Regions from separate parts of the Macaca mulatta genome. Here region 2 is linked to region 1. A link is a contact called in public Hi-C data. All regions are on one chromosome and are shown on one strand. Each heading gives the region's core, a stretch centred on a gene start, on an enhancer-like site or on the middle of the called end of the contact. The rest is flanking DNA. Distances are from core to core; before and after follow the strand shown.

Evidence for each region. A called contact is a pair of places that touch in the nucleus more often than the background predicts.
Region 2: a contact with region 1 is called in a Hi-C map of fetal cortical plate, with 4 times the contacts expected there. The contact joins two enhancer-like sites. A contact is called at or near these places in 10 of 14 Hi-C or Micro-C datasets (CD4 T cells, blood, cortical neurons and 6 more).

The regions. Positions count from the first base shown.
Region 1 is chr1:187,217,816-187,224,452 of T2T-MMU8v2.0, forward strand. No RefSeq gene overlaps it. Among named protein-coding and RNA genes, the nearest start is that of LRP8, 60 kb to the right of the region's middle. Within about 2 kb of position 2,521, at least 8 of the 40 cell types and tissues checked have an H3K27ac peak or open chromatin away from gene starts, as enhancers often do.
Region 2 is chr1:187,317,142-187,323,778 of T2T-MMU8v2.0, forward strand. LRP8 (LDL receptor related protein 8) reads left to right here. Exons shown (of 19, transcript XM_077955984.1): 3 at 2,811-2,933. Among named protein-coding and RNA genes, the nearest start is that of LRP8, 39 kb to the left of the region's middle. Within about 2 kb of position 3,915, at least 6 of the 40 cell types and tissues checked have an H3K27ac peak or open chromatin away from gene starts, as enhancers often do.

The sequences.
Region 1 (6,637 bases), core at 1,271-3,770:
CCATAACACTCACAACAAGGCTTTAGCCTCCTAGAGCCCGGGCAGGTTTAGCTGTGACCCGAGGCCGAGGCTGTGTGTAGGTTCATTCTGAAGTCAGCTCCAGGGTCAACTCAGAACTTCCCTGGCTGTGCAGAGTGTAGTGTGGGCCCGGAGCAAGCTCTGCACTGGCTGTGTTAGGGTGAGAGAGGGCAGGCGTACTCAGGAGGGCACGCGGTGCAGATGAGTGTCTCAGAGCAGAGTTTAGCGATGTGATTCAACATCACGAACGACAGAGTTAATCCCACGCCCAAGAAAGTCGTGATGGCGATTGTGTGGTATAACTGGGCAGAAAAGAAAATGTGTGGGTAAATGGCGACAATTAATGCTGCTTTTCCTCAGCAAACCTTTCACAGCTTCCCGTTCTCTGCAGGTGCTTTCCTGTGTAAGGCAGGGTTGGTCACTTCTCCTGACACCAATTTCATAGCCATCCTAGGTACCCAGAGACATGGATTTTCCTGGAGGCACCTTCCTTTCCCTACTTGTAGCCCATATGGTTTATGTGGTGCTGACCCCACGCCCAACCTCGGGGGTAAGCACATGGTGCAGACATGCCCCAGTAGAGTGCTGCATGCACTGTGCCCAGTGACTAGTGTAGAGATGACCATGCAACCCAGTCACAGTCAATGAAATGCAACTGGATTCTGGTTAGATCTGTTAAAAAAAAAAAAAAAAAAAAAAAAAAAAAAAAAAAAAAAACTCTCTTTCTGCTGGCCTTGATGTGGGAAAAATGAGACCAGCCCATGGACAGAGTGTGCCGGGGAATTATGTTGATCCAGAAAATGGCAAAGCAGAGGGACCAGGTCCTCTTGACTTTGCTTATCTGCTGGATCCAGCCATGCCCGAAGCGAGCCTCAGCCTTTTAGTTATGTGAGCCAATACATTCCACTTTTTGCTTATGCTAATTTGAGTTAGGTTTATGTCACTTGCAACTAAAAATCTCTTATCTGCTACATACTACATACTAGGGAGATTTCAGACCAAAGAAAGATGGAAGTGAGAGGGAACCAGTCAGATATGAGGGCCTGAACTTGAACAGGTACCAAGGAGAGAGACCTAGCCAGATCCAAGAAGAACTCAGCAGGCATTGTCAGTGGGACTCACTGAGTGACTGGATTTGTTGGAAGAGGGAGAGAGAGAAGTGAGGATGAGTTGGTGGGGGTGAGGGTCAGAGCCTTCCATTTGACAGAGGCAGAGACTATGAGGTGTGGGCATGTGGAAAGACACTAACTTCCACTTTGCAAACGTGTAATCTGGGTGCGCTGGGCATCCTGGCAATTGTCCAGTGGGCCTCTGGCTGTGTGTGTCTGAGGGTCAGAAAGCTCCAGAAGGCTGAGTGTGGTTACTCACACCTATAATCTCAGCATTCTGTTATAGGAGGTCAAAGTGGGAAGGTTGCTTGAACCCAGGAGTTCAAGACCAGCCTGGGCAACATGACGAAACCCTGTTTCCACAAAAAATGAAAAAATGAGCTAGGCTAGGTGTGGTGGCATATGTCTGTAGACCCAGTCACTTGGGAGACTGAGGCAGGAAGATTGCTTGAGCCCAGGAGGTGGAGGCTGCAGCGAGCCATGATCGTGCCACTGCACTCCAGCCTGGTTGACAGAAGGGGATCTTATCTCAAAAAAAAAAAAAAAAAAGAAGGAAAGAAAGGAAAAAACTCTGGGCCTGAGTAAGCAGCATGGTTGTCAGCAGAGGGGAGTGCCTGAAAGCTTTGAGGGTGGAGATGTTCCCCTGGAGATGGGAGAGTGTGGCGGAGGAGGCGGGGCGATGTGCTGAGGGGCACCTATGTTAAGGGAGAACAAAATGCTGGAAACAGAGAAAAAAAGGGTTTGGAGCTGACCCTCCAGAGAGCCCTGCGGGAGTCACTGCCAGCCCCCTTATTAACCTGGGGCCACCAGCCTGGAACGCCCGTCCCTAAGGGCAGAGACTGTGTCTGATTCATTCCCCAGGGTATTCCAGCAGCAGCCTGGTGGTAGGCGCTCGGTAACTTCTGGGTCCCTGAGTGAAGGAAAAGGGAAAGAGCAGAAGGGCTGGTGGACTACAGGTTGGAATTTGGCCCAATTTCTTTTAAAAGAAAAACATAGATTGGAACATTAGGAAACCAGGTTGGTGGGTTCCTTGGAGGGGGTGCCTTTGTCTGGCGCCTCTGTGAGGCCTGTCTCCTCCAATTTCAGGGCCAGAGTCCTCCCCACTCCCCTTCTCCTCCTTCTGCTGTCTCAAGTCACAGCCAGGGAGGAGTTGGCAGGAAAACAGGCCACTTGGTTTCATTTCCCTTTTTGAGAGCCTGGTGTTCCCTTAATGTAAGTGTCCCTTGGCACATGGCCCTGGCTCCTCTGCCCCCATTCTCCTTTTCCTGAGGCAATGTCTCCACTCTCAAGGCTTCTAGACACTTCCCTCTGCTGACCATCATGTTGTCTGCTCTGGCCTGGAGCTCTCTGACCCTCAGACACACACATCCAGTGACCCACTGGGCAAGCGCCAGGATGCCCAGGGGCACCCAGACTGCACAATTGGGATGTGACAGCTGATGTCTTTTCACGTTCCTGCTCCTCATACCCTCTGTCTTGGTGGAGTACATGATCTTGACCCCCTGGCAGGTCCTTCTCTGTCCCCTAAACCCGCTCAAATCCAGCTACTCCTCAAGTCCTTTTGAGGCTGCCTGCTAAGTTCTCAGATCTGCCCTTTGCTCTTCCTCAGGGCTTGCTGAGTCCACGCCCTCACACTGGTTGGTTCCTGCTCATTCTTACCCATCCTCCTGGCTCCTGCTGTGATCTGAATGTTGGTGTTCCCCCAACATTCATATGTTGGAACCTAATACCCAATGGGATAGTATAAAGAGGTAATTAAATCATAAGGGCTCCACTTCATAAATGGGGCTCATGCACTTAAAAAGATGCTCGGGGCCGGGCATGGTGGTTCATACCCGTAATCCCAGCACTTGGGAGGCCAAGGCAGGTGGATCACTTGAGACCAGGTGTTTGAGACCAGCCTGGGCAACATGGTGAAACCTGTCTCTGTTAAAGAGACAAAACAGATCCTCAGGGGGGCTTCTTTGCTCCTTCCACCAAATGAAGACACAGAAAGAAGCTGCGGTCCATAAGGAACAGGCGCTCGCCAGACACCAAACCTGCCAGCACCTCGATCTTGGACTTTCCAGCCTTCAGAACTGTGAGCAATACATTGGTATTGTTTATAAATTACCCAGTCTACAGTGTTTTGTTATAGCCACCTGAATGGACTAAGACAGCCCCCAAGCTCCCTACACTGCTGGCGCCTGCTGGGAACCAGACTCATCCACCCCCCTCCCCACCCCTGGGCCACAACTGCTGCCACCATCCACCTTAGGTCTCCTTTGCTATTTCTTCCTCTTCCCCTTTCTCATGCACTTCCCCCCACCCCCAGCCTGGGATCCAGACACTGTCCTGGCCAAATAGGGTGCAGTGAACTCCTTAACATGGCAGGTGGGTACTTGGGGTGCCAGATTGGACATCGTAGGTGAGGAGAGGCGGATGGCCTCCTGCACACACTGGGAGCTCGTGTGCCACACTGACTGTGCTCCCTGGGGGCTGACTCAATGGAATACGAATCCGAGCCATCCTGGCAGGTGTGTAGTGGTGTCTCCTTGTGGTTCTAACCTGTTGTCCTTTAAAGATCCAATGATCCAGGGCATCTTCGATGTGCTCATTTGCCATTCATACATCTTCTTTGGTGAAGTGCCTGTTCAAATCTTTTGCTGAGTTTTAAAAATTGAGTTTATAATCTTATTGAGTTGCAAGAGTTCTTTATATAGCCTAGATACAAGTCCTTTGTTGGATATATGCTGTTTTTGTTTACAGCTTTATTGAGATATAATTCACATAGCATGAATTTCATCCTTTTAAAATGTAAAATTCAGTGGCTTTTAGTATATTCACAAAGCTGTGCACCACTCATCATTATGTTGGTATATAATTTGCAAATATTTTCTTCCAGTCTGTGGCTTGCTTTTTCATTTTCTTAACAGATTCTTTTTTGTTTTGTTTGTTTGTTTGGTTTGGTTTGGTTGTTTTGAGACAAATTCTCACTCTGTCGCCCAGGCTAGAGTGCAATGGCGCGATCTCAGCTCACTGCAGCCTCCACCCGCTGGGTTCAAGCAATTCTTGTGCGTCAGCCTCCCGAGTAGCTGAGATTACAGGTGTGCATCACTATGCTGGGCTAATTTTTGTATTTTTAGTAGAAATGGGGTTTTGCCATGTTGGTCAGGCTGATCTTGAGCTTCTGATCTCAAGTGATCCACCCACTTCAGCCTCCCAAAGTGCTGGGATTATAGGCGTGAGTCACCAAGCCCAGCCTTAACGGATTATTTTGAAGAATAAGCCTTTATAATGTTGATGAAGTCCAACTTACTGATTTGTTTTCTTTTATAATTTGTAATTTTGTGTTGTATTTATAAATATTTCCCAAACCCAAGGTCATTAATATTTTCTCCTATGTTTTCCTCTAGAAGTTTTAGAGTTTAGCTTGTTCTCAAGTTAATTTTTACGTATAAGGTAACGGTCAAGCTTCATTTTTTGGTCATTTGGGTCATACAACTGTCCCAGCATCATTTGTGGAAAAGTGCAGCCTTTCACCTTTCTCAAAAATCAGTTGTACATGTATGGTCTTTTACTGTACTCCATTCTGTTTCATTTATTTATTTATCTATTTTTATACCAATATCACACTATCTTGTTTATTGTGGCCTTATAATAAGTCTTAAAACCAGGTAGTGTGTGTCCTCCAAGTTTGTTCTTTTTCAAAGTTGCTTTGGCAATTCCAGATCCTTTTGCATTTACATATAAATATTGAAATCAGATTGTCAATTTCCGCACACGTACAAAAAAGCCTGATGGATATGATTAGGATTGCATTGAATCTACAGACCGATTTGAGGATAGTTAACAACAATACAGAGTCTGCTGGTTCATGAACATGATATATTTCTCTTTTTATTTACATCTTGATTTCTCTCAGCAATGTTTTGTAAATTTTCAATGTTTGGGTCTTGAATGTTTTTTGACAAAGTTATTCATAATATTTCATATTTTGAGGAATTGTATGATCTCACTTTTTAAATATAAAAATATAAGTATTTGTTCCTAGTATACAGACACACACTTCTGTATTTCTAGTAGAAATACAGAATAGTAGAATAGAAATACAATTGATTTTTGTGTATTGACTTTGTATCTTTGTTAAACTCCCTATTATTTCTAGTAATTTTTTGTAGGATCTGTAAGATTTTCTACATAGATGATCACATCTTCTGTGAATAAAGTTTTCCTTCTTCCTTTCTAATCTTAAGGATGTAATTTCTTTTTCTTGCCTTATTGCACTGCCTATAGCCTTCAGTATAATGTTGAATAGTAATAATAGAGAGAACATCCATGCCTTATTCTTAATTGTAGGAGGAAAGCATTCAGTCTTTCACCATTAATGATTAATAATGACACTAGCTGAAGAATTTTTGTGGATGCCTTTTATCAGGTTGAGAAAATTTCCTCCCATCCTTAGTTTGTTGAGAACAATTTTTATTATAAATGGAGACCAGATTGTATCCAAACGTTCTTCATTTATTAAGATGATCATATATTTTTCTTTTTTTAGTCTGTTTATATGCTGAATTACACTGATTGGTTTTTAAATATTAAACCGACCTTACACTCCTGGGATAAACTCCACTTGGCCATGATGTATCATCCTTTCAATATATTGTTAGATTCAATATATTGAAATACATTGAAAGTGTGGGAGAAAGGGCAAGGTTAACAAATTCAATATATTGTAGAATTTAGTATCGGCTGGGTACGGTGGCTCACGCCTGTAATCCCAGCACTTTGGGAGGCCGAGGTGGGCAGATCACGACGTCAGGAGATCGAGACCATCCTGGCTAACTCTGTGAAATCCCGTCTCTACTTAAAAAATACAAAAAATTAGCCCGGCGTGGTGGCGGGCGCCTGTAGTCCCAGCTACCAGGAGGCTGAGGCAGGAGAATGGCGTGAACCCGGGAGGCGGAGCCTGCAGTGAGCCAAGATCGCACCACTGCACACTCCAGCCTGGGCGAGAGAGTGAGACTCTGTCTCAAAAAAAAAAAAAAAAGAATTTAGTATCTATGACTGTTGTGACAAACCATTCCCTATCTTGCGTGAGTCCAGGCATCACTCCCCCTGCTCCTTTTTGGTGTCTCTTCTGCAGCCTTTGGTAATCTCCTGTCACACAGGCATTGATCAGTGCTCAGCTGAAGGCACAAGGGAGGACCTCTGCAAATTGCCAGAACTTTCTCTGTGGGCAGCTTTCCCTTCTTAGTTCCTCTGCCCTCTGAATTCTAGCGCCATGGCTCCCTGGACTTTCACTCTGTTTCTTCAACTCAGGGAAGGTAGGCTCCACCTTGGTGCCCCCCTGCCCTGCAGCCTCTCACCAGGCTGGCAACTGGGCAATCCAACGTGCATCTCCTTCCTTGGGGGCCACTGTCTGCACTGCCTGGTCCTCAATGTCTGAAATCCATTGTTTCCTGTATTTTGTCTGGCTTGTTGCTTCATCTGGGAAGATTAATCTGGCCCCTGCTATTCCATCTTGGGAA
Region 2 (6,637 bases), core at 2,665-5,164, 100 kb after region 1:
GGTATTCGTATCTATCACTGACAATGACCTCTCAGTGCAGGAAACAGGGCGGGCTGCTCCAGGGCCCTGGGCTGAGAGGCAGGAGAGCTGTTCTTATCCCTGCCGTGCTGTATTTCCCTAAGCCAGCCCCTTTCCCTTTCTGGGCCTCAATCCACACATCTGAAGGTGGACTCTGAGTCCTCAGGTTTCTTCTAGTTCTGCACATACAGAGGCATTCTTCTAAGCAAAGTGTGAAGAAAATTCATCTTAGAATGCAGATGTACTGCAAAGATTCCACTGAAGAGGACAGGCATGGAACAGATTCAGAGACCCAGTCTCTCTCACCTAATCCCTGCCAGGCTACCCGGAGGATGGGGAGCAGGCCTGCAGCCCCAGAAGCACCCAGAGGGCCTGTGGATAGATTTGAATAAAGGTGGTCCATGGAAGTAGCTTCCTCGGGAGAAGGCAAGTCCCAGAGCTGCAAGTATGGAGCAGAGGCTGGGTAGCTGTGCTCGCATTTGGCTCAGTGTCCCCCACTGAGACCTACCACCCCAAGCTGGATTCTTGTGAATTTGACAGTCCCTGTGCTGCAGGGACAGGGAAGAAAGCAAACCATGTTGGACTCGTGATCAGTGATGATCTAGAACAGAGATCATCGAAATACAGGCCACAGGCCTCGCCTGTCCCCAGTTTTTGTAAATAAAGTTTTATTGAAACATAACCATGCTCACTTATTTATCTAATGTCTCTGACTGCTTCTGCCCCATAGTAGCAGGGTCGAGTGGTGTGACAGAGACCATTTGGCCCTCAAAGCCTAAATAGCTACTATCTGGCCCTTCACAGAAAAAGTTTGCCAACCTCTGCCCTAGAAGGACACTCAGCGGATTGTGGGAGCTCAGGAGGCTCCCACATCAAGAATAGAGGTGATACTTAAGCCCAGTGTGTAATGGAAACAAGGCGGGAGGTGGGGGAAAGGGCTTTCAGACTAAAGACAGTTTGGACAAGGCATGATGGTATAAAAAGCATGGGGTATGTAGGGACCTACCTGCAGCTGAGGTGGGGCTAGCCACCCACCTTCCCCTATGAGGAGGGGAAGATGAGGGAGTGGGGCAGGCTGGGGCCACGGGACTTCTCAGCCCCTGGGGAGAGGCCGCATGCTATGGCCCCTGATGTTAAATCCATCCCAGGCTCATTCCAGGGGGGGACTTTGGTGGTCTGAGCGCCCCAAGGCCTGGGGTAAGTCACTGCTGTGCTGAGGTATCCTCTTTTAGGCTGAAAAGAGACCCCCACCGCCGCCCCCTGCCGCCTTCATTTCTGGGCCTCCTGATCTGGAACTACCACACCTGAAAGCTTATCTCTCACCAGATCACCCTCCCTTTTCCTGATGAAGAAACTGAACCAGAAAAGCGCCATGATGTGCTTGAGGGTACAGAGCAAAATAGCACAGCAGTGACTCGAATCCAGACCTCCGGACTCCCTGCCCAGTGCTCTCTTCCTCACCTTGTTCTGTAGCGGGTCCTGGACGCTTGGTCCAGCAGGAACAGGGCATGTGTGAGTTCGATGCAGATGAGCCCCCAATAATTCAGAGGCCTAGGGCTGCTATGGAGGGTGCAGGGTGTCAGGGGTGGAGTGTTCAAGGCCCCTTCCGGTCTCCAACACCCCCTGCTACTAGGGGTACCCAGGCAGCCTCAGTTCCACCATGGAAGGCCTGACAGGGCAACTGCTCTCCCCCGGGCCTGCTAGGTGCGCCCAGTGCTGTGCTGCTGCTTGGGAAGAAGCTGGGGCACCTTGTGACATGGGCAGCCATCTCCTTTCCTCTCCTTGATCTGGAAACTCTAGTTCCTCTTAGGACAAGACACAGAAAGCAGCAAAGAACCAATCTGGGGATGGTACCCATATTCTTATCTCAGCTCTGTTACCAGCTGTGAGCTCTCAGCCTGCTATATCCCCTGTGTGGGCACAGAACCCCATTCCTTCAGCTTCTAATTGAGACTCAAACCCTGAAAACAACAGTAGCCGCCACTTCTCCAGCATCTGCCATGTGCCTGAGTCTGCTGCGGGTTCTTCATACATTATAACTTCTTGTTGCTCCTCCTCACCACCTTTTGTCTTCCTCTCCCTATTCTATAGATAAGAAAATGTACACTCAGAGGTTAAGGAACATCCTCAAGGTCACACAGATAGGAGGAGGAGGAGGAACTGGGATTGAAATCCCCAGAGCAGTGTGGAGATCACCCCGCAGGCTGTAGACACCTGGGGGCAGGGACTGATTTGGGTGTCTTGCCCAGTAGATCCTCCTTCCACTGCTCTGAACACAAAATACCTCATTCATCTTGCCACAAAGGAATCATCTAGGTGTAGGATTCATGGTCACAAACTGCCTGGTGCCTGCAGAAGGGACTTTGACTTCCAGTCCAGTTGGGGAAAGTGGGACAGGCAGGTAAAGAGACTGAGAACTGGCTGAAGGAGCTAAGGCAGCTGCTGTAGGCTATCAGGGAAGGCTTCCTGGAGGCAGTGGCAGTGGAACTAGACCTTGAAGGGAAGCAGGAGAGTGACAGGGGTATGATAAGTCTTGTCATGTTTGCTGGATTTGAGCTCTTGGACTTGGAGGGCAGAGCAAAATGTCACCTGTCTTCACGCAGTGTTCAGATGCCTAAGGAACAAAGAAGCTTGTCTCTCCCGTCCTCTGCCCTTGGTCAGCAAGGCAGTCTGTGGCCTGGTGGGGCTGTGGGAAGCCCTGTGGTCCGGCTTGCAGACCAAGCACATCCTGGTTGCCCCACCGCCCTCCTGACTGCTCCCAGACTCACTACGCTCTCCTCCTTCCCCTGCAGCCAAGAAGACCTGTGCGGACAGTGACTTCACCTGTGACAACGGCCACTGCATCCACGAGCGGTGGAAGTGTGATGGCGAGGAGGAGTGTCCTGACGGCTCCGATGAGTCCGAGGCCACTTGCAGTGAGTCCTGCCCCTCAGGCTGGGTGGGGGTGGGCCTCGGTTTCCTCCTCAGATCTTCCTTATTGAGAAGCTGTGAGGCTCAGGAGAGGCGACCAGTTGAACACTGTGCCACGCCCTCAGGGCGCTCCTGGTAAACAGGTGTGTTTAGTTGCTGGTTTCTACTGTCCTGTGTCTGGGCTTTCTTCACAGCCCTCTTGCGGATTGGACCCTGTTTCTGTGGCAGCAGCAGCTAGAAACAGTCTTGTCAAGCCCTTCTGCCCAGAAGGAGCCCTAGCGTGTCCTCCAGGCCTCCCTGCTGCTGTTCTTGAGAACTCCGACCATAATTCCAGGAGTGCCAATGGCAGCTGGCGCTTCTTAAGCCTTTACCATGTGCTAAGCTCTCTGTGTGCATTAATGCTTTTTATCCCCACAGCAGCCTCATGAAGCAGACACTGTCATTTTCTGAGTTTTGTAAAGGAGAACACTGAAGCTCAAAGAGGTTGAGTGACTTGCCCAAGGCTACCCAGCCAAGACTCTGAGGCCCTGGCCCATTCCTCTATCCTGGGTGGGCTGAGCCTTGGAGCTCCTGCCTCCATCACCAGCTGGGTGGTGGCAGAGGCAGGCGGGGGGAGGTGGAGGCCAGAGCTGAGCCCCAGGCCTGCCCCCTACACTCAGGGCTTTGTCTCTCCATGATTTATTTTCCAGGCCCTAATCCTCAAAGCAAACTTACACCCGGCAGGTCATTCCGTGACATTTGTTAAATTAAAAAGGAGATGAGAAGGGGGCGGGGAAGGACCCCACAGTCCAGAGGCAGAGCTTCAGCAGCGTGAGCCCGAGACAAAAGGCTCAGGCGAAAGCATGTGGAGGATGGTGGGGCTGGCGGGGACCCGAGAGCCCCTCTTTAGGGGTAACAGTCGCCCCAGAGGCAGAGGTGGGGACAATGGAGACCGGAGTCCCATCTAATGCTGTGGCTGGTGATAACTGGGTTTCCTTGTCTCCTAGCAACAGAGCTACCAGTCTCCACATAAGAGAAAGAGAAAGGGAGAGAGAGAGAGAACAGAGCAAGAGCGGCCCCCACCCGAGACAAGGAGCCCTCATTTCCTCGTACAGCTGCTCCTGGCCTCCCCAGCCATGCCACAGGCCCCATCCTTTCCTCACCCATCACGTGGCCAAACTCCATGCTGTACTGGAGGCTCCCAGGCAGGAGGGAAGCCCAGTGCTTTGTCCTGAGCTTCAGAAGGAACAAAGCCCCGCCACGCCCATTTGTGACTTTCATCCTCTTGGCAACCTAAGGAAGGAGGGGGATCCCCATGTAAAGAGAAAGAAACTGAGGCTGGAGTCGGTTCTCCCCCTTGCCCAAGGCTGCCCAGCTAACAAGAGGCAGAGTCGTGTGCAGCCTGGAGTGTGTGCTTGGGGAGGGGTTGTGGCTACAGGGGGCTTTTCCTTCACTGCAGTCAGCCAGCTCCTCCATCCGTACCGCACTCCAGCAGATACTCCGACACTGGGGACGGAAAGGGAAGGGAGAGGAGCCTCATTGTGGTTATTAGAGGGGGCTGCCTTGCTACCTGAGGGCTGGGCTCCCCTTCTCCCCCCGCCTCCACACTCCCATCTCTATCTCTTTGTGTGGATGTCCCTTTTCATCTTCCTTTCTGTCCCCTTCAGGGTCCCACCCACCCCTGCCCTCTTGGGCTGCCTCCCTTCCCTGCTCATCTCCTATCCTCACCCTCCCTCTCGCCATCTCTCCCCCCTGCCCTACCCATGTGTCCCTCTGTCTTTCTCCCTCTTGCCCATCCCAGCAACTGCTGCCTTCCCACCCCCTGGGCTGGGCAGGGGCCCTCCTGCCTCACTCTTCCTGCCTCCCAGGCCCGCTTTTCACAGTTGAGGGACAACTGGAGACCCAGAGAAGTTGATAGACTTCCTTCAGAGACACACAGCTTATTCATGGCAGGTCTCCCTTTTATGAAAAAAGGCTCTTCGAGCTCTCTGAGGTTTCACAAGGCACCTGTGGGAGCAGTAGCCAGAGCAGCACCCCAGGAGACAGAAGCCCAGCTCTCCTGTGGGTTCTCCCAGCTACTCACCGTGAAGCCCTGCATACCTTCCCACCTCCCTCTGGGTCCTGATCAGTAACATTCCAGGATTCCAGAATCTTCTCCATTCCTAGATTCCTAAACTCTTAGTATTCCGAGACCCCTTTTCTCCCTCGCTTGTGCTAGCTGGGGTGCAAGAGCCATGATGCCCACTTCCTGTATTACATTGGTCGGGTGGAGGCAAGGCAGAAGACTGCCTGGAGGAAGCTGGCCAGGGTGGGAGCGCCAGTCAGGGTCAGGCAGAATTTGGGGCAGCAGGACCTGATAGCAGGCTTGCTCACTCCTTCCCAACTGAATGAGAACCTAGCAGCCAACCTACTATCCATTTAATTGGTGTTGCCATAGCAACCTCCACGGCCTACCAGGTTCCTGGGGCCGTGCCAGCTCCCAGGATGGAGCCCCATTCCCTACCCCTAAAAGAAAGATTATAGGCAGTAAAGTGTAGTGAGTTTGGAATCGGATATAGTTGGGTTCAGGTCTTTTAACCTGTCAGATCTCAGGCAAGCTGCCCAGTCATCCTGAGCCTCAGTTTATTCATCTGTAAAATGTGGTGATGGACCTGCCTTAGAGGGATTGTGAGAATCAAATGAAAGAATGCAAGTGTCATTGCTGGAGTAAATGGCAGTGTTATTTGTATTATTATATTTTGGCTGCAAGCCCTCTCTCCCCAACACAACAGTTTGTTAGATATTAAGATGTTAGATTCTTATAGTATTAAAACAGTGTCAGTGAAGGGGTTTGCACTGAGCGGGAAAGGGATTTGAGAGAAGGTCCCAATTCTTGTGTTTTCCCCCATTATATTGTCTGACCCTAGCTGGCTGGGGTTTCTCCCAGCTGTTTCCCTCTGGTTCTGGGTTCTGTACCTTCAAATGTGGCGAGGACTCACAATGGAAAAGCCCAGAACATTTGCCTAGTGGCAATAGCATTTCAGCTCTAATTATAGCTCACTTGATTGGGGATGGCTTCTGACCCACCTTCAAGCGTCTGTTGGGAGGGGTGAGGGTGGGGGAGGGAAGGATGGTTCAAGGTGAGTTATAGTTCTGGATGCTATTTATTTGAATATGGAAGCTTTTTCATGCATCTTAGAACCTTTCCACCTGGAAGGGGGGCCTCTATGATTAACCAGGATTATCTTCCTATTACAGATCAGAATATGGAGGCCCAGAGATTTTCTGAGCTCACTCAGTAAGTTAGAGACTGACCCAGCTAGCAGCATTTTGCCTGGCCTCAACCGAAGGAACTTGGTGTTACTCCTCGTCCTGCACCTTGGGTGGCCCCATGCTGTGCTTCCTGTGGCAGGAGCTGTACTGAGTGACACTAGCAGTTCTCACCACCCGAGCCTCTGGTCCCTTAGAGCTGGCAGTCCCCATTTGGAGGTTATCTGCCCCTAAAACTCACGTGGGTTGACACTATAGATGTGCTCCCTCAATAAGCAGCCGCCAAGTACTTTCATTCTTTAATTTAACAGACATTTCCCTTTTTGTTAATTTGTGAATTTATGAATTGGAGAAAGTACCAATGGATTTGAATTTCTGGGGCAGGATTCTCTGGGAATTTAAATGCCTTTAAATGCCTTGAGTCACTACAGGATACAGAGTTTCATGAAAAGCCCCCTTGCCAGCTTTGGAGGGTTCCTGT